Regions from separate parts of the Mus musculus genome. Here all the other regions are linked to region 3. A link is a contact called in public Hi-C and promoter capture Hi-C data. All regions are on one chromosome and are shown on one strand. The core of a region is the stretch at or near the end of the contact, and the rest is flanking DNA. Distances in the headings are between cores, read along the strand shown. Region 1 overlaps Chit1 (chitinase 1 (chitotriosidase)). Region 2 has its middle 7.0 kb from the start of Gm25612. Region 3 holds the start of Tmem183a (transmembrane protein 183A). Region 4 overlaps Kdm5b (lysine (K)-specific demethylase 5B).

Region 1 (6,521 bases), core at 1,655-4,154, 210 kb before region 3:
AACCATTTGTAGTTAAAGTTACAGGTGGGACATAGAAACAGAGATGTAATCACAAACAGGAATGAGCCTACTTTGTGTTTACTAGAAGGTGGTTTTTAAGCCTAAGATGGAGGCAGGCTTGTTTGTCAGTACCTACTAGTGTTATTCTTTCCTAACACATCTCTGCTCCTGCAGGCCTGCTCCTGGAAGGAAAGACACAGAATCGAGGACCAGAAGGTGCCTTACGCCTTCCAGGACAACCAGTGGGTGAGCTTTGACGACGTGGAAAGCTTCAAAGCCAAGGTGAGGCCCAGCCCGGCTGGGAGGAGGCGGCCCATCAATAACGCCAGCACTTAATCTGTCTTCAAGGATGAGTGTTCTTGTAAATGCCCCAACATTTCACCCTCTTCATGTGACAGCATCCTGAACATTTATCATCTGTTGATAAAGACTCGGTGAAGGCTGGGGATGTAGCTCAGGGCTAAAGCATCTGCTTGGCACGTACAAGGCCCATGGTTTAAGCCCCAGTACAGAGAAACACATACACACAGAGAGAGAGAGAGAGAGAGAGAGAGAGAGAGAGAGAGAGAGAGAGAGAGAGAGAGAGGGAGGAGAGAGAGAGAGATCTACACTGAGTGGTCCTCTTGGCAAGATTTGTATTTTACCAAAATACTAACTCTACAGACACATGGAAAGGAGAAATGTGCATAGTGGAACCTGTGACTTTTATCCAGTCTGTTGGCCACATTTGGAACATATGTGTGTCATTGATTTACTTATAGGACCCTTTCATCTTGTCTAATATGGCCTCCTTAATGTGTTTCCTGGCCTCTCTTCCTGAGTTGATGCTTAGCTCCTGAAGGAACAGAGCAACACTTGTCTGTGAACAGACCTCTTGGGGCAGACAGCGCTCTGTGGGAATCTAGAAAAGAGTAGAAGCTGTTTAGGGAGGAAGGATTGTACAAGCCCTAAAAGTCAGAAGATAGGCAGGTGTCCAGGGAGGAGACTGTGGGCAGTCGGGAGGGAGCAGGAACGAGTGGACCATGAGAACAAGGTGACCCGTGAAGAAGAGGGGGGTCAGCTCCCAGCCCTCTCTGCAAACGTCATGGTGCTCTCTGAGGGAACGCCCAGCTCAGCGCATTCCCTCAGGGGCCCTCAGGGTAACAAGGACCTGAAGCCGTGAAGGCCAAGCTTGCTTCAGAACTTTGGGGAAGCTGAGACCTGATCCCCTGTGGTAACTGAGCCTGTAGCAACCAGTAGACAAGATTTTAATCACCCACATCTGCTCACACCCTCAGGCTGCCTACCTGAAACAGAAGGGGCTGGGAGGAGCCATGGTCTGGGTCCTGGACTTGGATGACTTCAAGGGTTCCTTCTGCAACCAGGGCCCGTACCCTCTCATCCGGACACTACGGCAGGAACTAAGTGAGTAAAGGGTTGAATTCAGAGAGTGGGGTGCACACTCCCCACCCCATAAGCCTTTCTGAGGAAACACCATCACCCAAAATTGTGATTCCTCAAAGTTCACGTACACCAGTAGCTAAGGAAACTGTTGAAACCCCGTGCTTCGTGCCGTTTCCAGTTTCCTGCTGACAATACCTGACGGGGGCGTAGTAATGGATTCCCTCCAAAGGTCTCTGCTCTTATCAAGAAGAAAGCCAAGCCTCACCCTATCATATGCAGCCCCTAGGTGCCCCTCCTTGGTATATGGCTGGGTGTCACAGCTGGTATGTGGTCACCAGCTGCCTACTACTGTGTGGCACAGGTTGTCTTCCAGACAGTGCCTGGCTGCAGGTTGTGGCTGCGGTCTGGATGTGGGAGCAGGGGTGCTGGGCCGCCTCCTCCAGTGGTTGCTGTTGTGTGCTCCGCCTGTGGTTTGGAATCTGTTGGCCAACATTGCTTGAATCGTCCTTGTCTTTCTAGATCTTCCATCCGAGACTCCAAGGAGCCCAGAACAGATAATACCTGAGCCACGCCCATCTTCTATGCCAGAGCAGGGACCCAGCCCAGGGCTAGATAACTTCTGCCAAGGCAAAGCTGATGGGGTCTACCCCAACCCTGGAGACGAGTCCACTTACTACAACTGTGGAGGAGGGCGGCTGTTCCAGCAGAGCTGTCCTCCAGGCCTGGTGTTTAGAGCCTCTTGCAAATGTTGTACCTGGAGCTAAGTTCCTGGAACCCCATCCAACTCCAGTCTGAGGCCAGGCTTGGGGTCCCCCACCACCTGCCTCTGCTTTCCCTGGGGCCTGCAGGCCTCTCTGTTCCTTCCATGCCCCCACCTCTGATCAGCTTCTTGGTTTCCTTTTTGTCTCTTTTAGGCTTCCTCTTTATCTGAAAAATAAACATATTTTTCACCCCTGACATTGTGACTTAAAGAAGCTCTCTCAGGACAGTGTTTGTTGGGGGGGGGGAGGTATGGGGAGGACCAAGAGGAAAGGGCTGCACACAGTAGGCAAAGGTCAGAGGAAAGGATGGCACACAGTAGGAAAGTTCAGAGCCAGAGTTGCATTTCCGATGTGCCTGGCCCCATGAAAGTCTCCTCACTGAGTCCTCCAGAACACAGGTGGCAGCGTACAAGGCCCGGCCAGATCCACTTGTAGGAGCCTTTGGGGAAAGAGATGCTTAACCTCTGCTAGACTGCTAGACTGTTATTTCCCAAATGGACACAAGGTGGCAGCAGAGATGAGCTTTTCCCAGTTTACTGCTCTGTGTCCACCAGTGAAGCCATTAGTCCACAGAGTCACTCGTGAGCCTGTCAGGGCTTGGGCGCTCCATAAAGAAGACCCTGAACTAAACGCTCACTTTGAAATGAACCCTGTTGGGGGCCTTTCACGTGCCTCACCTCAATCACCACTCCCAGTAGGTAGATGACACGGAACGATCATTATCTGCATTTTACAGGCATCTCAGATGAAGTCAGATTCTAGCCAGTTCTGAGTCCAGAACAAAGGCTTAAAATGGGCCAAGACAAGCGTGTGCCCCCAGGGTCATCTATTAAAGAGTGATCTAACAGGCCGTGGGGTCACGTGCCTACAACCCCAGTGCTGAGGCTGAGGCAGGAGGAACTTGAGCACTAGGCTAGCCTGGGCTATGTAGTGAGACGTTGTTTCCAAAAAAAAAAAAAAAAAAACCAAAAAAAACAAAAAAAACAAAACAAAACAAACAAACAAAAAACAAACAAACAAAAAAAAAAAGAACAAGCAAGTAATATGTATCCCTGAAGCACCTTGATTGTTGAGTTTAAAGAAAACCTTCATTCCCTAAAGTTTATCTTGTTACACACTTGCTGGAAGCCTTGGTTTGGGGTTGGGAATGAGTTAGGTGGGAGAGAGGTGAGTTGTAATCACAAGAGTGTCTAAGTGAGAGGTGACACATGGCCTGGGCTGAGGCAGGGACTGTGAGTCTGGGGAGGAACAGGGGCGTGAAGACCAGGGAGAAGCCATGGAGCCTACTCTCCTATGGACAAAACTAGCACTTGCCCACTCGTGCCCGCTGCCTGTCCTCTGGCCTTCTCTGTTTAGAAAAGGATCCAGGCAGGGGCAGCTTCCTATGGCACACGTGTGACAGCAGAGATAACTGTAGGCCCACTAATGGCTTCAGCTTGAGGTTCCCTCTCTGTGGGATGGATGGGGCCACTCCTGCTGTCTGGGTGACTGAGCAGCTATCCACTGTCATCCTGGGAGTCCGTATTCTTCCCTCTTTCTTTATCTTGCGTCTGCTGGTTAAATCATGAAACAAATGGTCTACTATCAGTAAAAGTGTTCTCCTGAGTGGGCAGATGGCCAAAGTCCTCCCAGATACCAAACCTTTTGTCTGTGCTGGGTTTATCGATAGGAGAGTAGGCTCTGTGGCTTCTCCCTGGTCTTCACGCCCCTGTTCCTCCCCACAGTCCCTGCCTCAGCCAGGGCCACATGTCACCTCTCACTCAGATAAGGCTTTTCCCTGGTCTCTCTGCTCCCTGACCCTCCCTTCTCTAGTCTCCCCTGCACACCTAATCAGCTCAGCCTTTAGAAATGAAGGATCTGAGCCAATCACTTCCCTTGCTAAGAACTCCAAACAGCCTTCCCAACCCGAAGAATAAAGTCCGGATCGTCTCGTCGACTGTGTCGAGACCCCTTGTCAGCCCCCGCCTCCTGCTATCACGCACACTGTTTCGGTCCCCTGGTACCCAGTTGTCAGCGTTAGTTAACCTTAGGCATCCAGATGCCAGCATGCAGCCTCCGGGCAGCCACCACTCAGGATTCTGCTGAGCCTGAAGCACTTAGCAAACCTAAAGCCAACTGTGCTTACCCTGATCCTTCCACCCCCACCGTGGGCCCTGGGCCCCTCTGGCTCTGTGTCCTTCCATTACAGTTGGGTCTCTCGGCATCTGTAATATTTCAATCCATATGCCGGGTGGACATAGCAGGGTGGAGCAATGTGCAGTGTTGGGTGGGGGTGCAGAGAGGGTAGTGTGAAGTGTTCAGGGCTGGGCTTTCCAAGGGCCAGTATTCAATATTCAGCAGATAAACTGAAAGGAACAAATGAGATCCTTTCAGGTGATGGTGAGGGCTACAGTAGGAAGCCTGCATGGCTCGATATTGAAACCCAGTGTGGGTGTGACCATTGTGCGGAGCAGTTTGAAAGATCCCTCAGTTGGGGGGAGGGAGTCACATTGGGGCATCCTAAAATCCAGAAGGACCTGCCCATCTCATCCTCAGATTTTGGGTCATTGTGGGTGGCCAGCCCTTCCCTGGTTGCTTTGTTGACTGAACTCATAGGTCAGAGCCCCAACCTTGGCCGCTCTTCTAAAATGCCACTTCATTTGATTTGCCCTGGCTGTGGTCCTTCCTCTAGCATGAAGGAACCCAGTTCAGTGCCCGTGACTGTGGCCTCATACACGGGTCTCCAAGAACCATACCTACGTCCCTGAATCTTAGTCCAATAGATGAGACTGATCAGGCCATTTTTCACCTGAGTGGTGGCGTTGTGGGTAAGAACAGCCATGGTTAGGGATCCTGGGCCACTGTTTTGTTTGCCGGCCTCAGCCCAGGCTAGCTCAGTCACTACCCAGGCTCTGCACACTCCAGAGATGAACCAGCTCTGCACCACTCCCTGCTGCACTGGCTTGCCTGTGTCTTTCTCTGGCTCCTCCCTCCACCCTGTGCTTTAACATCTGTCTTTGATAGTTCTAGTCACCCTCACAAGGTCAGCCTTGGTTTTTCTCCTGAAGGCACCTGGGCCTGGGCAAATCAAATCACTGGGTTCCCAGTGGACAGTGGACTCTGCTCCCAGAACACGGACACTGGTCCTCTCCTTCCATTACACATGTTTGAAGCTCAATAGATCACTTATAATGGGAAATAACCTTGAACTTCTGATCCCACCTCAACCTCTCAAGTGCTAGCATTGCAGGTGGGAACTGCCACTCCCATTTTATGCATTGCTGGGGATTGTACACCATGGGTGTGTGTGTGTGTGTGTTATCTTCAGGTACAGAAACCACTTCTGCAACCTAGAGACACCCCCCCCCATACCGAATTACCCTTGCATGACAGGACACTGCCCTCCCAAGCTTATCTATTAAACATCATTTGTCCGTTTTTCCCTAAGATTTATTTATTTAATGTAATTAGTGCTCTAGCTGCATTTACATCTGCAGACCAGAAGAGGGCACCAGATCTCATTATTGATGCTTATGAGAGATCATGTGGTTGCTGGGAATTGAACTCCAGTCCTCTGGAAGAGCAGCCAGTGCTCTTAACAGCTGAGCCACCTCCAGCCCCCATCCTTTGTCCTTTTAATAACACTTCTTACCAGACTGACTGAGGACCACACAAAGCATGAATTAGTCACATGACAAATATTTACAGAGTGAACCGAAGTCCTCTAATACTCACCATGTCCCTCTAACGTATCATCCCATCATCCTCTGGTTGCCAGGTCAACGTGTGGCGACGCTGTGATTTAGATGCTGCTCTAGGTAAGACCCACAGCCTAGGTTTGTGCTCACCCACAGTGGACATTGCCTTCCTGGGTTAAAGCCTGCACAATGTGATTGTCTCCTTTATCTTCTGTCCTGGGTAGACCTGAGGCTTTGTGTGCTGGGCATCTATCTATTCAGGCATCTGTGCTGGGTTATCCATACATCACTGCGTGCCTTAGTGTCTCACTGTCACTCCTATAGGACCTCCAATGCTGGCACAGGTTCTAGGGCCATATCCAAGACAAGACAGTGAGGGAGTCAGGGCCTGTCCCAGGCCTACCTGTTGCCCCCTATCCCTCTTCTGCCTTTAAACTACAGCTCTTTTCTCTATAACATCTGGTTATACAGTTTGCCTGGGTATATTAGATTTATAAAGCCAAAAGCTATAAGCATCTCTTGAGCATTTATCATGTGCCAGCAGATGGCTGGGGCTTGTGAGGTGGGGGTGGGGTTGCAGGAATGGGGCCTGTCTAACAACATTTGCAGTTGGTGGGAGGGCCAGCAAGGTCAAAGAGTGAGATAGGTCAGTCCCAGAGGGAGGGGGAATGTAGGGCACTGTGTTGAGTGCAGGCCCATG
Region 2 (6,607 bases), core at 3,460-5,959, 150 kb after region 3:
ATATTCTTGCTGGCCACGTTCATCTTTTGTTTGTTTGGGGGTTAGAGTGTTGTTTGAGACAGGGTCTCCCTAAGTGGGCTTGGCCAACCTGAAATTTCCTGTATAGACCAAGCTGGCCTCGAACTCAGCTTGTTTCCTTTTTTGAGAAACTGCCAAACATTGTTGACCCAGTGACCAAAAAAAAACCTTAACTACTCTTCTGTGGTTTCAGTTTGATGTGAATGAAATAGAACAAGGTAGGAGTCCTGTCTGTCTTTGGGCAGAGTACATGCATACTTTGAGAGCAGAGGAAAGAGAGTCCTGAAGGAAGATGCTTAGCTTGAGGTCTCAAGTGTCTGACTCATCACTCAGGACCACCTCTAAAACAATGTCACCTCTGTCACCTCTTCTTCCTCTCTGTCACAGGTTATCAAGTAATACTTGGAACTCTACTGCTCCTCACCTGAGGTGGATAGAAGTGACCAGTGGTTGCTGCTGTGACTGTAGCATCCTGCACCTGCAGTTCCAGGTTGGATGTGCAGGTCCTGTGTAGGGTACCTGTGCACCCTGTGCCCCCCTGTCTGGGTGTAACAAGAAAATCCCTTCAGTTCCTACTGGGGAGAGCAACTGAGTTTGCCTAAACCTATTTACTTCTACAAAATTGTCATTTCAAAACTCAGAATCAAGCTGGAGCCATGGTTAAGTGGTTAAGGTGCTTGCTACGGTTGCAGAGCACCCAGATTCAGTTCACAGCAACCATATGGCAGCTCACAACCATAAACCAGTTCCACGGAATCTGACACCTCTGGCCCTCTTCTGGCCTCTTCCAGGACTAGGCATGAATATGGTACACAGACGTACATGCAGACAAAAAAAAAAAAAAAAAAAAAAAAAAAAAGAAAGAAACTCATAAAGTTTTAAAGAAAAATACCCACAGAATCAGTTGGACTTGGTGGTATATGGCCTTTAACATTAGCACTTAGCAGGCAGAGGCCAGCCTGGTCTACATAGCAAGTGCTAGGCCAACCAGGTGTACATAGTAATAAGACTCTGTCTTTAAAAAAAAAAAAAGTGTCATCCTGTTAAGAGCTTATCCTGTAAAAGAAATGTGCTTCTCAGAGACTAGAAAATCAAGTCTTTCTCATCTGATCTCAGTAGGATGACAGGGAAAGGAAGTGGGTTCCTGTGAGGCCCCATCTTACACTGCGGAGGTGTCTGCATTTGTAATTCACTCCTGTGACGCTTGTGCAACCTGACCCTGGCTCGGAGTGGACAGGAAAGCGCCGCCCTGCTGCTCACGGTTTACCGTGACATTGGGGGAGGTGGGTGTCAGGTCTACAGAGGACAGCTTGTAAGAGTTAGTTACCACCTTCACCTCATGGGTCTTAGGAATCAAATTGTCACTGGCCTGGTAGCAAAAGTTTGACAGCTTGAGCTTGGTTCTGAGAGAACCAATTCCTCAAAATTGTCCTCTGACTTCACGTGCCCTTCCCCTACTCACACATACACATGATAATAAAATTAGGTTTGTTTTTTGTTTTGTAAGAGAAGCTCTGGATATGGTTGCACATGACTTTAACCACAGCACTCTGCAGGCAGAAGCAAGCTGGTCACTAAATTAGAAGCCATCCTGGTCTACATGGTAAGTTACAGACCAGCCGAAAGTATGTACAAGGCCTTGTCTCAATAATGTAGTAATAGTAGTAGTAGTAGTAATAGAATTAATAACAATAAATAAAAAATAAAGTGAGAGAGAAAACTGTTAAGGTTTGGTCTTTTGCTTATATTGTAATGTAATTCTGGCCCCCATGGCCTGGTTGCCCCCAGGGATGAGAGAGTCTTTATCTAGACCTAAGTGACACTATGTGGTCTTGCCCCCCCCCCCAAGTTATCTCTGATTCGTGAATAAAGAAGCCTACAGCCAATAGCTGGACAGAAGAGAGATAGGCAGGGTCTTGGATTCCAGGGCTAGAGTCAGAGGAGACCATGAGGGGAGAGGAAGGATTGAGAGAGAGAGAGAGAGAGAGAGAGAGGGAGGGAGGGAGGGAGGGAGGGAGGGAGGGAGGGAGGGAGGGAGAGAGAGAGATGTTAGCCGGGCAGTGGTGGCGCACGCCTTTAATCACAGCACTTGGGAGGCAGAGGCAGGCAGATTTCTGAGTTTGAGGCCAGCCTGGTCTACAGAGTGAGTTCCAGGACAGCCAGGACTTCACAGAGAAACCCTGTCTCGAAAAATAAAAACAAAACAAAACAAAACAAAATGTCATGGGTCAAGAAAACATGACTGTGAGGCTGGCTAAGAGCAGCCCAGGTGAAACATAGTAAGTAATGACTGGGAGTTTTCGATGGAAATAGATATTAATAGCATAGAGAATAGATATCTGCCCAGTTCTAATGCTGATTAAGGCTTACTGTATTTACATAATAAAATGTGTGTGTCTTTTTTTTTCCAGGCAGGTAGAATGGTCAAAGGCAGGGTAGAACTCCTGGATTGGGATTAAATATTTTCAACAACATAAAACTTTACATTGAAGGTCATTTAGTCAACATAACTAAGTCCATATGCCCCTAAGCGGCTTAATTTTCACTGGTCAGAGGTAAATAAGTATATCACAAAAAAGGGTTGTGCAGTTTCCACAAATGACATTACTGATGCTTATTTTCCAATAATCTGTGGGCTATAGCCAACAAATCAGCAGGAAGAGAGGACACCTTTAATTGGCTGACCAATAGCAGGTGCCATGAGTTCGAGGAAGAGATGACAATTTTGAGTGGATGACCTTCTGTTGTTGCTGTTGAGAGAGGCTCTCCCAGGCTGGCCTCAGACTCACGTGACTAAGGATAACTTTGAATTTCCATCCCTTGTGCCTTCACCTTGCAAATGCGGGTCCTGAGCTGCATCTCCAGCCAAAGCTTCCTTTTCATTTTCTTTCTGGTACAACACCTCACCATGTAGCCCAGGCTGACCTGAAACTCCCCCTTCCTCCTGCTTCAGTCCCAAGTGCTGTGATGCCGACAGGCATGCGCCGCATGCTCAGAGTACAAGCTTTCTCAATATCGTTAGCATCCCTGACTTCAGTAGAATACGTTCGTGACTTTGTGCGGGGCAGTGACAGGTGCAGAAACACTTGAGTGCTCCTCCCGGGCTCTCCCTTGTCCCTTCCCATATGCCTCCACTTTAGAACTGGCAGCCTCATTCAGCCCAGTTCTTTGGAATCAAAGATCACTTTGCAGAATTTGAACTTAACCTATACACCTGGATCTTATATATATTGTATTTTAACCTCCTTGAGTCACGTGAAAATAAGCATTGATGTTCAAAATGTTGCCAGACAGTTTCAAATAGCATGGTTAGTCTTATGGGAAAATGGTTGCAGGAATCCAAGCAGCAGCTGGTCTGAGGTCATAGTGACTGATTTTCCTGTGTTCTCAGCAGATAGTCATTATGACTGCAGATAGTCTTCAAGCAATTCAAATGCCCAAGCCTGACTGCATAACTGCAATGAGAATTGAGGCAGGAAGTCATGACAGATGCCCTGGGCTCCTCTTGAATGTGCTACACAAACGTCGAAAGTAATCGGTGTGGGATGAAATGTGCAATCATTTGATAAATACCAATTAACCCTCCTGAGTTAGTAAAGGGTCTAGTTTATAATTCATAGGCATTAAAACCCCATCTCCGCTAATAAGCAGCCTAGAGAGGGGGCCCTGAGCAGAGAACAATTATGCACTCACCCCCTGGGGGAAAAATAACATAGAAGTAACATCCATTACTACCTAAAACACTGGTCTGAGTCGTCTGAACAGGAACAGCTGCCCAGTCACCGACACCTGCACTATTATTTCACACACCTGTCTGCCCACCCTCGCAGCCCGCCCCTCTCCATCTGGTCCCACCTTGCTAGTCGCCAGGACCAGGCTGTCTCTCTCTCTGTCTCTGTCTGTCTCTGTCTCTGTCTCTGTCTCTCTCTCTCTCATTTTTTGATTTTTTTTTGTTTTTTTTTGTTTTGTTGTTGTTGTTGTTTTTGTTGTTTTCGAGACAGGATTCCTCTGTGTAGCCCTGGCTGTCCTTGAACTCACAGAAATCTGCCTGCCTCTATCTCCTGAGTGCTAAAATAAAAAGCATGCGCCACCTCACCTGGCTAAGACCGAGTTTCAGTGCTGCATTCTTTTCTTCTCTAGTTGTTACTAAAGAGTCTCTAGGTTTGCCTACGTTTCGAATGAGCTCCGCGCTCCTACTGGGGTAAAGCCCCAAGAGAAACACAGAAGGAAGGTGTGCCCTCAAAATTGGATCTCTCCCACGGAAGGTGTAGTTGAAGAGAAAGGCGGCCGCAGGCCTTTACAGACTGCCCAGTGACCGCCTTCGGCGACACAGTATGCGGCCACCCAATAGCGGACAGAAGGACCGCCCTGGCTGCAGACCCAGTCCAGCGCCACGCTCCGGGCTGTCGCCGCAGGCTTAATGAGAGCCCCTCTGGTGGCACCGCGCGTCTGCGGTCCTCCGCGGACCTCACCTAGCAAGCGCGGTGATTGTGTTGTCTGCGGGGCGCAAGCTACGCTGAAAGGTGGGTTTCGGGGCGCGAACCTGGGACTGTTTAGCCTTGTAGATCTGCAGGGACCTTGAAACCGCCTTTGCTCTGCTCTCCTCGCACAAGGACCTGGAGGTGCACTCTGTGGGTGCTGGGACAGGTTTCCCCAGTTCCCAACTCGCCCCGCCTTGGAGCCTTTGTCTAGCCAGTGCCTCCACGGCAGGCTCACGCCCTTCGGTCCGGGAGTTACCCAGAGCTTCCGAACGTTTCGGTGCCTGGGAGAATAGAGCTCTTTGCTCTCAATTCTTTTGTGCTGAAAGACTTGGGTCCATCTGCTAAAACGGACAGGTCGCAGTAGCCCATCAGAATTTCCCGACCCCCCAAGTATGTTTCAATCACCCACGCCCACGTAAAGGCCCTGAGGCTGTGTTAGAGGATAGTTCCTGCCCTTATAGAAGGTCCCTTCTGTGCGTGGGAGGTGCTTCTCCCTGTCAAACCGATTCTCAGAGCCAAATGACTAGTTAGCGAGCTTCCTCCTTTCACGTGAACCAAACCAGTAACATTAGGATAGCTTTGTGGAACTTGGGAACAGTCCAATTTGCCATTAAAGACTTTGAAAAAGCACCAACATTACTTCAAATTGGTAAACACAATATTACAAATGATCCTAGCTTTTAAAAATAGATCCGTGCAAACTATGTAACATCGTGCCAAGTATTACATGCATCTAAATATGCCCAAATAACTAAAACGCAGCCACACTGTCTCAAATGCGCGACAGTGAAATATTATATTGTACAATTTGGTGGCACTTTGAGGGCTAGCCTGGCTGCTCTCATCCACTTCTTCCAGCCGGGGATTGGGAAACTGTGACTTGCTATGTACCGGGGAAATGGTAACACCCTGTGAAGGCTTGGTTTGAATTTCTAGTCTGATTAAGAAGTACACACAAAAGCACCCCAGGGACCTGAAGTTCTCTTTAAAGAACGGGGTGATAGTAGGCCCTGGAGACTTTTCTAATGATCCTTCATCTCTGCTTGCCACTTTTTGTCCAAGACAGTGTGATCACAAATATAATACAACAGTTAAACTAAGACTAACAGGGCTGGAGAGATGGCTCAGCGGTTAAGAGCACTGACTGCTCTTCCAGAAGTCCCGAGTTCAATTCCCAGCAACCACACAGTGACTCACAACCATCTGTAATGGGATCCAGTGCCCTCTTCTGGTGTGTCTGAAGACAGCTACAATGTACATAAAATAAAAAAGATGTGTGCAATGATCCATGCCTTTGATCCCAGCACTGTGAAGGCAGAGGCAGGACTGTGTGTGCAAGTCTGAGACCAGCCAGAGCTACAGAATGAGGTCCTGTTTAAAGCCAAACCAGACCCTTTGCCCTCTGGAATGGGTGTTGGGGTGAAGAATGGGGAGGCCTGGAGAGCTGCCTCAGAGGCAGCTGCTGAGTGTTGCTATGCAAGCCTGAGGACCCGAGTTCAGATCCCCAGTAGCTATGAGTTGCCTCTGCACTGTGGGGACTGTCCTGACTGGTTTTATGTCAACTTGACACAAGCTAGAGTCATCCAAAGGAAAGAACCTCAACTGAAACAAAACAAAACAAAAACTTGCCTCCATAAGATTCATATGTAGGATATTTTCTTAATTGTGATGATGGGGGAGGGGCCAAGCCCATTGTGGGTAGTGCCATCCCTAAGCTGGTAGTCCCTGGTTCTATAAGAAAGCAGGCTGAGCATGCCATGGGGAGCAAGCCAGTAAGCAGTAGCCCTCCTTGGTCTCTGCATCAGCTCCTGCCTCCAGGTTTCTGTCCTCTGGCTCCTTTACGGCCTCAGGTACAAGCATACCCATACACATGTGGGCATATACCACACATATATACACCAAACTCTCTCTCTCTCTCTCTCTCTCTCTCTCTCTCTCACACACACACACACACACACACACACACAGAGTCTTAAAAAAATGAGAAAATCGCCGGGTGGTGGTGGCATACGCCTGTAATCTCAGCACTTGGGAGGCAGAGGCAGGCAGATTTCTGAGTTCAAGGCCAGCCTGGTCTACAGAGTGAGTTCCGGGACAGCCAGGGCTAC
Region 3 (6,723 bases), core at 3,919-6,418:
CAGGCTGAACTTGAACTCAGAAATCTGCCTGCCTCTGCCTCCCAAATGCTGGGATTAATGGCGTGTACCACCACTGCCCAGCACCTATGTGTATATTTTAACAATCAACAATAATTCAATTGAATTAAGAAAACTATTATTGGGGCTGGTGAGATGGCTCAGTGGGTAAGAGCACCCGACTGCTCTTCCGAAGGTCTGAAGTTCAAATCCCAGCAACCACATGGTGGCTCACAACCACCCTTAATGAGATCTGATGCCCTCTTCAGGTGTGTCTGAAGACAGCTACAGTGTACTTACATATAATAAATAATAAATTTAAAAAAAAAAAAAAAGAAAACTATTATTAAGCCTGATGTCATAATAAGAAAACAGACACTGGGGCTAAAGAGATGGCTCAAAAACTAAGAACACTGTCTCAGTTAAGGTTTCTATTGCTATGGTAAGCACGGGAGCAGAGCAGCACGTAGAGAAAAAAGTTTCCTTCTTACAATTCTCAAGTCACAGTTCATCACTGAAGGAAGTCAAGGCAGGAGGTGAAACAGAAGCCATGGAGAAGTGCTGTTTACTGGTGTGCTCTTCATGGCTGGCTCAGTCTGATTTTTATTACCACATTTTAATTATTTAGGCCACAAGTGTCACAGCATGAGCATGGAGGCCAGAGACAAGCTGTGGGTGTCACCTCTCCCTTCCCTGATGTGGATCCTGGGAATTGAACTCAAGAGAGTCAGGCATGGGGGCAAGTATTACCAGCAGAGCCGTCTCATCCGTCAGACCATCTGATAGGGTGGTGCCACTTACAGTGGGCTGGGCCCTCCCATATTAATCATTAACCAAGAAAACACAGCACACACTTGCCCGCAGCACAATCTGGTAGGGCATTTTCTCAACTGGGATTCTCTCTTGCCAGATAACTCTACCTGTGTCAAGCTAACAAAAAAAAAACAAATAAAACAAAACAAACAAAAACCCAGGACACTACTTACACGTGATACACAAACACACATGCAGGCAAAACACCCACACACACAAAATAAAAATAAATAAACCTCAAAACCCATTTTTTTAGTTTTTTTAAAAAGGTATATTAAAAAGAACAATGAAACTAAATAACCTTAACAACAGAAAAGGTAAATTATAGCATATATTCACAATCAACACTCTACACATGTTCTAGTTTTCATTTTTATTATTTGTATGTTTGTTTTGAGGCAGAGTCTCAGGTAGGTCAGGCTTGCCAACTTGATAGTACACCTTGAACATCTTATCTTCCTGTCTCCACCTACTAAATTCTGGGGTTGTAGGTATATGACACCATGTTGGCTTTATGTAGTTGGGATCAAACCTATGTCTCAGCTGAGCTACACAAGCATCAACCTTTGCCACATTCTAGTTATCTTGTACTTCAGTCCCTACTTGATAATGTAGCCTTCCTGTCTCTTCCTCCTGCTTCAGACCTAATTACTGTTTATTGTCTTGAGTCCTAAGGTTCACTACATATCTCAGATTAGAATAACAACACATACGCCAGAAAGCCACCATCTTAAATAATCATTTATCTCTGAGGCAGATCTCACTTTGAAGCCCGGGCTATCTTGAAACTTGCTATGTAGACCATGCTGGCCTTAAACTGCCTACCTTTGTCTCCCAAGTGCTAGGATTAAAGTCAAGCACCATCACACCGGGCTCATCGGGACTTTTACAAAGCTGACTAAAGCTAAAGGTTGTATGTCTCAGGGATAGGGAGATGGCGCAACACTACACAACTTGAAAAAGGCAGGCATGTGTGTGTCTGCATCGCTTGCATAGCTGCTCCCAAGAACAGAAGAGAGCACTGGCTCCACTAGAAGGAAAGGTACAGATGACGTAAGCCTCCATGTGGGTGATGGGTCCACAGGGGTCTTCTGAAGGGCAGCCAGTGCTCTTAACCATGGAGGGATCTCTGGAACATTCCGGGTCTGTTGGATTTTTAGCTCTTCAGACAGGGTCTAATGTAACTCAGATTAGCCTCCAACATGTAGCTAACCTTGGCCCTGGACTCCTGGTCCGCCTCCACCTCCTGAGATTACTTGCTGGCTAACAATAGTATTTTTGAAAACTATCTCTCTTTTGAGGGTATGACACTAAAACATTATAGAGATAATGATATATAGAAATTGCTCAAAATTGAAACATAAATAGTAATGAATTTATAGCTGTTGCATAGTGGTTATAACGACTTCATTAAAAACTAAAGGATAGGGACAACCAGACGGCTTTGCAGATAACAGTGCTTGCAGCCAAACCTGACTGAGTTTACTCCCTGGAACTCCAATGATGGAAGGAGATAACTATCACACTGTCCTCTGATCTCCACCTTTACACCCAGGTATGCTCAACTCTGTTATCCTACCCCCTATACACACACAGTCAAAATAAACAGATAGACAAAGAAATTTTAAAATTATTTTTAAGAGAAAATAATCAAAGTAGATGTACCTTAATAGAGAGAAAATAAAGCAAAATAAAAGAGAAATGATGTTCAAGAGTGTACATGCCACAAATCACTTGTCTAGTAAGTGATTAGATCCTGACTATGTGAAGGGAGTCTTATAATGCAATATTTTAATTTAAAATGAAGAAGCAAAGAAAAGCCAGGCATAGTGACACACTCCTTTAATCCTAGAACTCAGGAGGCAGAGGCAGGCAGATCCCTGAGTTCAAGGCCAGCCTGGTCAGTTCTAGCACAACCAGGGCTACACAGAGAAACCCTGTCTCGGAGGGAAAAATGTTCCTATGCTACTGTTAGAAACACCAAATGGCACAGCCACTTCACTGATTCCTCAAAAACTTACACACAGATTGCCATACAATCCAGAAATTTCATGCACTCATTACCTACTAGAAATGAAAGCATTTACCCAGGCAAGACTTATCCCTGAAGTCATAACACAAAGTAGTCAAGTAAAAGGCAATAAAAGCTGGTACACATGCCATATGGATGAACCTTAAATACTTTTAAGCCATATGAAAGAAATTAGACCAGAAAAAGTACGTTATATCTTAAGACCCAGCATCTGGGAGGCAAAGGCAGGCATATCTCCGTGGATTTGAGACCTACAAACCAGACTGGTCTACAAAGCAGTTCCAGGATAGCCAGGGCTGTTACATGAAGAAACCCTATCTCAAGGAAAAAAAAAAAAAAAAAGAAGAAAGAAAGAAAAGAAAGGAGAAGGAAAGAAAAGAAGCGAAGAGAAGAGAATATTGTCTTGAAAAGCCAAGATGGTTTAGAAGTTGTTGCCCTTGCAAAAGACCTGGGTGTGGTGGGTCTCAGAACCCAAATCAGAGTTCACAACCATCCATCCAACCATCCAACTCACAGCTCCAGTGACAGATCTAACGACCCCTTCTGACCTGAGGGTGCCAGGCATACAAGTGAAGCACACACATACATGCAGACACTCATATTCAGTTCCTCAAAAAAAAAAAAAAAAAGTAAATAAACAAAACTTAAAACGTTAAGTCGGAAATTTTCTGGAAAATGTGTACACACACGCACACACATATAATATGTATGTATACATCCCTAACAGAATTTTAAAAAGTGTAACTAATGTTGCTGTTAATTTTTGTATCATGGAAAAGAAGGTTATGGGGCTGGAGAGAAAGCTCAGCAATTAAGAGCACTGATTGCTCTTCCAGAGGTCCTGAGTTCAATTCCCAGCAACCACATGGTGGCTCACAATCATCTGTAATGGGATCTGATGACCTCTTCTGGTGTGTCTGAAGACAGCAATGGTGTACTCACACAGACTAAATAAATCTTTAAAAAAAAAAAAAAAAGGTTATCACCGACAATCACTAGTTCCTTGTAGATCTCCCCTCACATTGAAGAGCGACAGCATCCATCACCACAGACAGAGCTCAGTGCTCAGGAAAGCAACCCGTACCTTTATGTCTCTTGCTCTTCTTTTTTCTGGAGACTGATCTTTCCTGAGTGCTTTCTTCCTGGGCATCCATCTCATCACTGCTGTCCAGGATGTCACATGGCTCACCCACCCCGGAAAGAGCCTCCTCGGCAGGAACCTGGGACGCTTCCAAGCCACAAAGAGATTTTACTAGGAGGAAACAAGGAGAGAATGAAACGCACTTGGTCCCATCTGCAAAAATCTTGAAAGCAAGACAAACATAACAAAAAAAAAAACAAAAAACCCAATATGCCAAAGAAATGGAAGTCAACTGCATGGTAAAATATGCACAAACTACCAAAAAAAAAAAGGGGGGGGGGACTGGTATCAAGGAGTGGCAGTGGAAATTAACGAGTACAAAAAGTTGTGTGGGATTTTGTTCTTGTTTTGGTTTGGTGGTTCTTCTGAGACAGGACCTCACACTTGCTAGGTAAACCAGGCTAGCCTTAAACTCACAGAGATCCACCTGTCTCTGCCTCCCCAATGCTGAGATTAAAGGAATGCCCACCGCAGCTGGTCACAAAGTTGGTTTTAACTCAAAGAGGAAACAAAACCATTTCGGCTCCGGAACCTGCTGATCCTGGCTACACACACCCATCCCATCCAGGATACGAAACGAGAAAGTAAACAGTGGGAAGAGCAAACACGTTCATGACCCAAAGGTCAGTAGAAAAAACACCGGGACGCAATTCCAGGTAAATACAACACCCAATGCTGTCTCTTAAAAGCTTGGGCCTAAAAAGACCCACGAAAGCCTACCTTCCTGCTGAATAGCGTTGGCCACGGCTTTCTTGACCCGTCCAGACCTCACCACCGCCGGATCCGAGTTGGCATAGTCCGCCACGGTCACTGAAACAGAGCAAAGCGCCAAGGCCTCCTCAGACTCGAGGCAAAGTCTCCGCCACCGCTCCCCGCCGGGTCCCGCCGCGCCCGCCCCGGCCGCCCAGCCCGCCTTGGCCGCCCAGCCCGGCCCCGCCCCTCGCCCACCTCGGCCCGAGCAGGCGTCGTGGGCCCGGAACTTGAGCCGCTTTCCTCTCTTGGGCATGGTGACGGTGTCCCGATGAGGCCCGCCTAGCTGGCCGGAGCCCCGGGCCATGTCTCGGCCCCGAGAGCCGGCTCCCGGAGCCGCAGAGCACCTCCACCCGGCTCTGCGGCCATCCCCGCACCGAGGCCGCGGCTATCGCGAGGACTTCGGCGAGGGCTCTGGGTCCCGTTGATTGCCGACGCCCCTCTCGGGGAGCCAATCGCCTCCGGGGCCCGGTGACGTCATCACCCGGCGCCCTCAGCCGCAGCGGAGGCCAGGTTCCCAAAGCGGAGCGGGCTGTAGGACGGGGAGTGCGTTGTCACCGTCTTCATCACCGTCTTCTCTGGGGCGTTTGGTCCTCCAGACCGCGTTCTTTAGAACTAATAATTTACATCGTGGTCCACTTCAGCATCTAGATTGCATATATCTTGTTTTCGTCATTCTCTCTTTCCCACTTACGTCAAGTAACCTGAACGTAAATATCAAAGCGGTCGCTATAATTTTGCTTACAAAGGCTTTGAAATTCTCTCTGCAGATCAGTGGCTAACTCCTGTAATCCCAACACAGAGAAAGGATCAGAAGGTGAGAGTCATCCTCGGTTCGTAGCCAGCTGGGCTACAAGAGATGCTGCCTGAAAAATGAGTAAATGTCTGAATTCTCAAAGTAGAAGAGATTCTTAAAAGGTTTCCCATCACCATCATCCGAGCAAATTCTAGAAGGATAGATGAGAACATATAATTCCTTTGTATTAAAAGAGAAGTCCCGTGTTGTGTCTTTTTTTCTTCTAATTCCCTTTCAGCTCCCAAAGTGTTAACAGTCCCTGGCTTAAGAAACAGTCCTTTTGACCCAGGCAACCCAACTGGCTAGATCTACTCAGAGAGTGCCCTATAAGACACCTCAAAGGGGTCTCCATTTTATTCTACCTAGTACTGTGCACAGAAGTTCATAAAGAGCAAACCACATAACTTACTAGAATTATGAAACAGTCTACCACCAGGGATCATAGAATAAGGCTTGGATCACTTGGGAATGATAACTGAAACAACATAATTGGTTATAATCATGCTCTAATTTATCTAGAATTATAACAGGAAGCAAAGGTCTAACAGCCTATAATTGTTCTAAATAATTTTCCATGTATACATAATTAATGTCTGTAGTTGAGTTCAAAATACAGCTGGTCAGCACAGAGCCTTCTCATCTCACGTTACCAGTAAAAATTTAATGAGGCTTTCATGCATGTAGATCTCTGCTCATGTGACACTCTTTAATACTCACACCCAGGAGTCCAAAGGGAATCAAAGATGCAAGAGACTCAGGCCCTATTAATAAACCACTAACTGCTTTAAAAACATAAGGATTTTAGCTGAAATGTTCTCTCATTTTAATCCTTTGGAATGAAAAACATGCTAGTTACACCAAAAAAATTTCTCTTTCAAATTTTGATTGAAAAAAATCTTAAACAAGATTTCTTGGAGTATTTAGCCAATTTAGAGGAACAAAGAACCCATACGTCTTTTATTCCTCATTTCAATAAAAAGTAACAAGTGGAGGCCTAGGAAATGCTTACTCTAGAAAGTGCTTGCCAAAAAAAAAAAAAAAAATGCTTGGCAAGACTTTATCATCTCTCAACCTCCACATAAAAGTCAAGAGTTGTGGGGTTAGAATGGTGGCGATGGGGACTCACTGGGGATGTGGGCACAGGCTATTCCCTAGGGCTCACTGGCCAGCGCACACACACACACACACACACAC
Region 4 (6,372 bases), core at 1,625-4,124, 240 kb after region 3:
CTCTTCTGGTGTGTCTGAAGACAGCTACAGTGTACTTATATATAATAAAAATAAAATAGATAAATCATTAAAAAAAATAAAAACCCTTAGTCCTGGTCATGCTCTTTACTGAGGTGGTGAGGCAAAGCCACTGCTGCCCTTTCAGGTTTCAAGTTTGACCTCTTTTAAAAAAGATCAGTCAAGGCCTTATTTAATTTTCATAATTGTAAGTGTCCTGCTTTTCATGCAGCTGGCTTCCTGAACCCACACGATTCTGTCTGGTTTTGGACAGTCATATTTACTTTGTATATGTCTGTGGTGTTCATTTTAAGCCTTACATCCATATAGAGAAGTGTATACACGTGTGCAGCTTGATCAGTCCTCACACACGGAACAGCCACACGCTCGCTCATACCCAGCTCTAGAAGAGGAAGGCTAAGCCCTTCATTTTATTTTGAAGGAGTTCTGTAGACAACTTACATGGAATTCTAGGGCCTGGAGAAATGGCACAGCAGTTTTAAGAGCACTTGATTCTCTTCCTTAGGACCCCAGCTGTTTCCTAGACCAGACTGCTCACAGCTTCTGTCTCTAGTGCCCCCTTCTGACCTCCTTATACTTGTCCACATGAACCACCCCCAAGTAAATACAGTAAAAAAAAAAAGGTACAAAACCATGTTTCTGAACTGTTAGTATGATATAGCTAAAACTTTATCTTTTTTTTTTTTTTTTTTTTTTTTCTGACTCATTTTAGGAATACCTGGATAGTGGCTGGAATTTGAACAACATGCCAGTGATGGAGCAGTCTGTCCTTGCTCATATTACTGCTGATATATGTGGCATGAAACTCCCCTGGTTGTATGTGGGCATGTGCTTTTCTTCATTCTGTTGGCACATTGAAGACCACTGGAGCTATTCAATCAACTACCTACACTGGTGAGAATTCTTTATGGAGTCTGTGAGGACTATCTAAGCTGGGCAGGAAAGAAAACTTTTTCTTTCAGAAATGTGTTCATGACTGAGAATTTCAAGTTCCATTTGTTTTAGCTTCTGTTACCTTAGGTTTCCTATCTGATTAGGTCACTTGACTTCTACATAGTCCTCTGAAATCATACACTATTTTGCAAGTATAGGATGTTTCTAGGAATAGTATTTATGAACAAGTTACACACACACACACACACACACACACACACACACACACACACACACACACCGCTGTCTACCAGAATTCTCATTTGATGTCATGGTAACCTCTATATCCCTTTGGGGAGGAGCATGGACTTGGGACTATCAGTTTCCTTTTGTTGTGCTGATTTTTTGACATCATAACACTTAGAATACCTCTCAAATCTGTGCAGACATTTATTACTTTATTATCTAAACTTTTCACCTAAAGCCTTTTTTTCCCTACAGCTGTAATACCCTCACCTTATTTCTTCTACTTTCACATGCAAAAGTATTTTAAAATTCCTAACTCACTTGAATCCTACAGAAAATGTACCACAAGAACGAGAGCTGGCACTTGGATGGTCAACATGATTGTGCTTCCCCTGGCATTACCCAGCTGTAACAGGAAGATGATGTTTTATATACCTCACAGAGATGGCACTGATTAATTGGTTAACAATTTAAAGTGTTTTGAAGAATAAGGGTTGTTTAGAAATAATTGCCTTATTCGTATTTGATGTAAGCTTTTTTTTTCACCAGAATGGGCAAGGAAAAAGAAGATGGAAGTTGCAGGCCTTCTTGGTTGCTGTAGGGAGGGAGCTGTAGTAACTGTGCTGAGTCAAATGTGATTCCTTATCTTTTTAGAAACTCTAAATTCTCCCATGTTTGTAGAGTAGGATCTGGGAGGACCTCAATCCCATCTTCGCAGTGGTGGGAAATGCACTGAGTGTTCCACTCCTGCTTGTCCTGATACTTGTTTGATTTGAACGTTTGTTTGTAGGTCAGAAGAATATGATCTAGTTAACTGTTGCTGTGTGTTATGCTACAAATTAATGGATTCTGATCTTTTTCTAGGGGTGAGCCAAAAACCTGGTATGGAGTTCCAGGCTACGCTGCTGAGCAGCTAGAAAACGTGATGAAGAAGCTCGCTCCTGAGCTCTTTGTGTCCCAGCCGGACCTGCTCCACCAGCTGGTGACCATCATGAACCCCAACACTCTGATGACTCATGAAGTGCCTGTATGTCGTGCTGACCTTCTTGCCGCCCCACCCACCGTGCACAGCTTCCCTAGCACCCCTGCTTTTCTTCTTAAAGTTATTTGGTGTTTTCCCCCCCATAATATAACTTGATAACAGAAGCAGCTGCTGGGTGCTTTATAGCAGTCTCCCAGTGGGCCAGATGCGTAGAAACTCTAAACTCCTACATTACTAATGACTTGCTCGGCAGATGAGTAACACTCACTTTAGTCTACCGGTCAGTGAGTGGGAGACTGTATAGCCATGGCCACTAATGGTTTCTGTTCTGTAAGGGTTTTTTTTTTTTTTTTTTGGTTTAAGATTTATTTACTTGTTTTATGTAAGTACACTGTCACTGTCTTCATCTTCACACACCAGAACAGGGCATCAGATTTCATCAATGATGGTTCTCTCCAGCCCCTGTAAGTTTTGTTTATAAGTTTAGTAAACAAAAGATAAAAAGTGACCTGTCAAATGGAAATGAGAATTTACTATGAGAATGGCTAGCTAGTTACAGTTAGAGCTAAGCTCAGGTTTTAAAATCTTTAATATTACAAATTTATAAAGCTTATGAATATAAAAATATAAATTTATAAAGTGCTCTTGACTGAGCCATTTTTCCAGTTCTTGGTGTCAGTCTTCTATGCCTTTTTCCGCTCTAAAAGAGGAAGTTTAGTAGGGATGTTTGTGAGTGCTTATCTAATAAGAACAGGCCCTGGATTTCATTTCCAATACAGCATAAAGAAGTGACAGTGAGGGTTGGAGAGATGGCTCAGTGGTTAAGAGCGCTGACTGCTCTTCTGAAGGTCTTGAGTTCAAATTCCAGCAACCACATGATGGCTCACAAACATCCATAATGAGATCTGATGCCCTCTTCTGGGATGTCTGAAGACAGCTATAGTGTAATAATAAATCCATCAAAAAAAAAAAAGAAGTGACAGTGAATTGTGGGATCTCGTGATTAACCAAAATGGAATGCTCCCCATGACTCATTCTGACGGTGGTGCTGGGAATTGAACCGAGAGCCTTAGAATTGAGATACTAGGTTTACATTTTGTCCTGGTGCTGCTTCGTTGCCAGAGCTGTTTTACATTGCTTACTGAGTCCTCCACCCCCTCAACCCCCCTTCCTCACTCACCTACGGTGTTGTGTGTGTGTGTCTGCATTTGGCTGTTGTTCCTCGGGGATCATCCATCTTGATATTTCAGACAGAATCTCTGAGGACTTTATGGAGGGCCATTAAGAGTGTATTTGTGGACCATAAAGTAATGACAAAAGAACAAAACATTCACTATGTCTTCATTGTTAACATTTCTCTTTGATTTTTCAAGTTTGTCAATATTGGAATAAAATGTAGGGGCTAGATTTAGGGCTTTGGGAAATCAATGGATTGATTTTTCATTCCTGGTCTGGAACTTGCTATGAAGTCTAGATTGTCCTCCAACTCAAGAGATCCTCTTGTCTCTGCTTCACTTACGGCTGAACCTTGGGAGATTCCTGATTGTATCTGTAAAAAAAGATGTTTCTTGCCTCTTAGATGGTTTCTTATTTTTGTGGTAAGAGCACTGACTTCAGTTCAGAGGCTATTTAGTTCTGTTAGTGTGGTATACCACTCCATCTTGTGGCAGAAACCAGATGATTCTAACAGTAATTTTTTCCCCCTCAGTTTTGATATAAGGTGTGTGTGTGTGTGTGTGTGTGTGTGTGTGTGTAGTCCTGTCCTATTTGTCTAGAGAAATCATCTGATAGTTTATGTCTAAATTGCCTTTGAGAATGTTACTGTAAAACCTTAATTGCTCATTCCTGTCTCTGTAGGTTTATCGAACGAATCAGTGTGCTGGGGAGTTTGTAATTACGTTTCCAAGAGCCTACCACAGTGGCTTCAACCAAGGTTTTAATTTTGCCGAGGCTGTTAACTTCTGCACTGTTGATTGGGTATGTGTTATGTATTTGAGCTTTCTCAAATCTTACCATTTTTTTGTGGAAATAGCATAAAATGCTTTAAAAACTGTCACATATCCTTGCTACTCATCTGGATTCCATGCAAAATCTTTTCCATTTTACAGTGAGATAAGACACTGGATAACACAGTGTGTGACAACTCAGACATGCACTGTGTGCATGCCTATGTGCATGCACATGCCTTTGGCCAGAGAATTATAGATAGCTGTGAGTAGCCTGACATAGGTACTGAGAAGTATGCTTTGAATCTCTCTAAAAATCAGCACTTGCTCTTAAGTGCTGAGCCACCTCTCTCAAGATACTTCTTTTAAATTGTACAAATTGTTAATGAAATTTTAGGGGATAGAGCAGTGCTTTGCCTTTTTTTTTTTTTCCCCCAGTGTTGCCATGGCTAGTCCTGAGTTCTTTATTGTAAACCACCCTGCTTCAGCAGGTTTTGGGAAACCTAATTTGTAGCAAGAGTCTTCCTGAAGTGTCTTTTAAAATGGCTAAAGATTTTTTTAAAAAAATATTTATTTATTATATGTAAGTACTCTGTAGCTGTCTTCAGACACACCAGAAGAAGGTGTCAATCCCTTTACAGATTGGTTGCTGGGATTTGAACTCAGGACCTTCAGCAAAGAATAGTCAAGTGTCCTTAACCGTTAAGCCATCTTTCCAGCCCAAGGCTGAAGCTTATTAAAGCTTGCAAACTAGTAACAAATATTCCAGCCTTAAAACTTGGTAGGGTTTCAGGTTAGCACTGTTGTTTGAGGAATAGTACTAACATTACCAGTTAAACTCCACATTACTCGGTAACTCATTATCAATATATCTTTTTCCTAAACCAGTTTTCAAATAAGTTACCTAATGTGATAGACCTTTAGAGCACAACAATAGACCCAGGGCTCTGGGAATCTGAGTCTAATTTAGGGTTGATAAGTGATAGGTGTTTTGACCTATATTGTATTATTTGGTAATATGATATTGTAAGTCAGAAGTCTTTAGAAATTAAAAAAGACTATGTCATTTTCTTGTGCCCTGTGTACAGCTGCCATTGGGCCGCCAGTGTGTGGAGCATTATCGCTTGCTGCACCGTTATTGTGTCTTTTCCCACGATGAAATGATATGCAAAATGGCTTCTAAGGCTGATGTATTAGACGTTGTGGTAGCGTCAACTGTTCAGAAGGACATGGCCATCATGATCGAGGACGAGAAAGCTTTAAGGGAAACTGTTCGGAAATTGGTAAGATTTCTGGAAGTCCAATTCCATGTCATTAACTGTGATTTTCTAAGTCAAGTTGTGTTTTCTACTACTGTTTTAAGAAGCTTTTCCACGTTGTATTTAATGGCTACAGAGCTGCCGGGAGCCCTCCTCCGGCCTGGAGAGGGTAGTGGTATAGTCACAGAGTAGGACTCTGGTGATGGCTTTAAAGTCTGAGGGCCCCGGGCTTTCAAGCTCTTTAACTGTACTGAAAAGCTAAAAACTTTCTTGCTCTTTCTCAGGGTAAAAAGACTGCTGGCTAAGGTGATTAACACTTACAGCCTAACAAAGGATTAAGCAGTGTGGCCTTTGTTCTAGCTCAGCAAGAACTGCTGGGCTCTAACTGCTGGGCCTGCTAGTAGGAAGTTGCTGGAAGAAATTGGGACACTTAGAGAGGTGGTTATAGAGTTTATACTAAGTTGTAAAAAGTTTCCTATGAAAACTAAGGGGAAAGCCAAAAAGATCCTAAGCGGGGACTAAGTGTGGAAAGGCAAAAAATTCTCTCTCTCCTTGTCCTCAGCACTTATACATCTTTCAGAATACATGATCACATGGTACAAAGTTCATCACAAGTTCACACAAAAAGATCAAATCATAAATTGAAATAGAAGTTTACAGCAGAGAATGTTTACATTCATATCCATTAGGAGTAATTATCTGGCTAAACATTTATCACCTGTCTCAGATCTACAGGTTCACTGAAGGTTTAAAACCATAACTAATTTATTAGTGAAGTTTTGTATAAATAAACCCAGTCAATATTTTATCTTTTGTCGTAGCATCTATAATAAATAGCTATTTCCCTTTTTATGACCTTTGGTTAATTGTTTTACAACCTCTTGGAATGTGCTCTGAGTAGGAGAAAGTCTGGTTACTAAGAGCAATTAACTGGTGACACTTGGGAGACTGGCAGAGTTCTCATTGCAGTTTTGACTCTCAGAAGAGGAACTAATAGCCGTCCCTCTATAGAAGAGCTTTAATCACAGACATAATGTTAGGAATTCTT

What was found. Promoter capture Hi-C pulls out the DNA fragments that hold promoters and counts their contacts. A called contact is a pair of places that touch in the nucleus more often than the background predicts.
Region 1: a Hi-C map of the G1E-ER4 cell line shows a contact between it and region 3, with 1.7 times the contacts expected there. The contact joins the enhancer-like site here to the promoter of Tmem183a in region 3. A contact is called at or near these places in 4 of 39 promoter capture datasets (the C10 cell line, the HPC-7 cell line, cranial neural crest and 1 more), 3 of 15 datasets of contacts at CTCF or cohesin (the NIH/3T3 cell line and large pre-B cells), 2 of 484 Hi-C or Micro-C datasets (the G1E-ER4 cell line and bone marrow-derived macrophages), 17 of 115 datasets of contacts at active chromatin or transcription factors (the 230-238 cell line, the HPC-7 cell line, the SCID.adh cell line and 12 more) and 2 of 9 other capture datasets (adipose tissue and liver).
Region 2: a promoter capture Hi-C map of liver shows a contact between it and region 3, with 2.6 times the contacts expected there. The contact joins the enhancer-like site here to the promoter of Tmem183a in region 3. A contact is called at or near these places in 13 of 39 promoter capture datasets (the C10 cell line, the HPC-7 cell line, cranial neural crest and 6 more), 11 of 484 Hi-C or Micro-C datasets (the HL-1 cell line, bone marrow-derived macrophages, embryonic stem cells and 5 more), 17 of 115 datasets of contacts at active chromatin or transcription factors (the 230-238 cell line, the HPC-7 cell line, the NIH/3T3 cell line and 9 more) and 2 of 9 other capture datasets (adipose tissue and embryonic stem cells).
Region 4: a contact with region 3 is called in a promoter capture Hi-C map of the HPC-7 cell line, with 6 times the contacts expected there. The contact joins the enhancer-like site here to the promoter of Tmem183a in region 3. A contact is called at or near these places in 17 of 39 promoter capture datasets (3T3-L1-derived adipocytes, the C10 cell line, the HPC-7 cell line and 11 more), 1 of 15 datasets of contacts at CTCF or cohesin (pro-B cells), 93 of 484 Hi-C or Micro-C datasets (3T3-L1-derived adipocytes, the AML12 cell line, the BV-2 cell line and 52 more), 20 of 115 datasets of contacts at active chromatin or transcription factors (the 230-238 cell line, the SCID.adh cell line, acute myeloid leukemia and 10 more) and 4 of 9 other capture datasets (adipose tissue, embryonic stem cells, liver and 1 more).

What each region holds. Positions count from the first base shown.
Region 1 is chr1:134,149,202-134,155,722 of GRCm38.p6, forward strand. Chit1 (chitinase 1 (chitotriosidase)) reads left to right here. Exons shown (of 12, transcript NM_001284525.1): 10 at 175-282; 11 at 1,278-1,404; 12 at 1,903-2,339. The coding sequence ends at 2,147. Among named protein-coding and RNA genes, the nearest start is that of Gm46158, 30 kb to the right of the region's middle. Within about 2 kb of position 2,905, at least 17 of the 459 cell types and tissues checked have an H3K27ac peak or open chromatin away from gene starts, as enhancers often do. A contact at or near this core is called in the G1E-ER4 cell line, where this site is marked.
Region 2 is chr1:134,509,027-134,515,633 of GRCm38.p6, forward strand. No RefSeq gene overlaps it. Among named protein-coding and RNA genes, the nearest start is that of Gm25612, 7.0 kb to the left of the region's middle. Within about 2 kb of position 4,710, at least 101 of the 459 cell types and tissues checked have an H3K27ac peak or open chromatin away from gene starts, as enhancers often do. A contact at or near this core is called in adipose tissue, bone marrow-derived macrophages, intestinal villus epithelium and 3 more, where this site is marked.
Region 3 is chr1:134,356,831-134,363,553 of GRCm38.p6, forward strand. It overlaps Tmem183a (transmembrane protein 183A), which reads right to left and starts at 5,169. Exons shown (of 8, transcript NM_020588.2): 1 at 4,932-5,169; 2 at 4,704-4,793; 3 at 3,927-4,094. The coding sequence starts at 5,040.
Region 4 is chr1:134,603,712-134,610,083 of GRCm38.p6, forward strand. Kdm5b (lysine (K)-specific demethylase 5B) reads left to right here. Exons shown (of 27, transcript NM_152895.2): 11 at 731-912; 12 at 2,002-2,164; 13 at 3,977-4,096; 14 at 5,154-5,348. Among named protein-coding and RNA genes, the nearest start is that of Kdm5b, 47 kb to the left of the region's middle. Within about 2 kb of position 2,875, at least 5 of the 459 cell types and tissues checked have an H3K27ac peak or open chromatin away from gene starts, as enhancers often do. A contact at or near this core is called in the G1E-ER4 cell line, the HPC-7 cell line, megakaryocyte progenitors and 1 more, where this site is marked.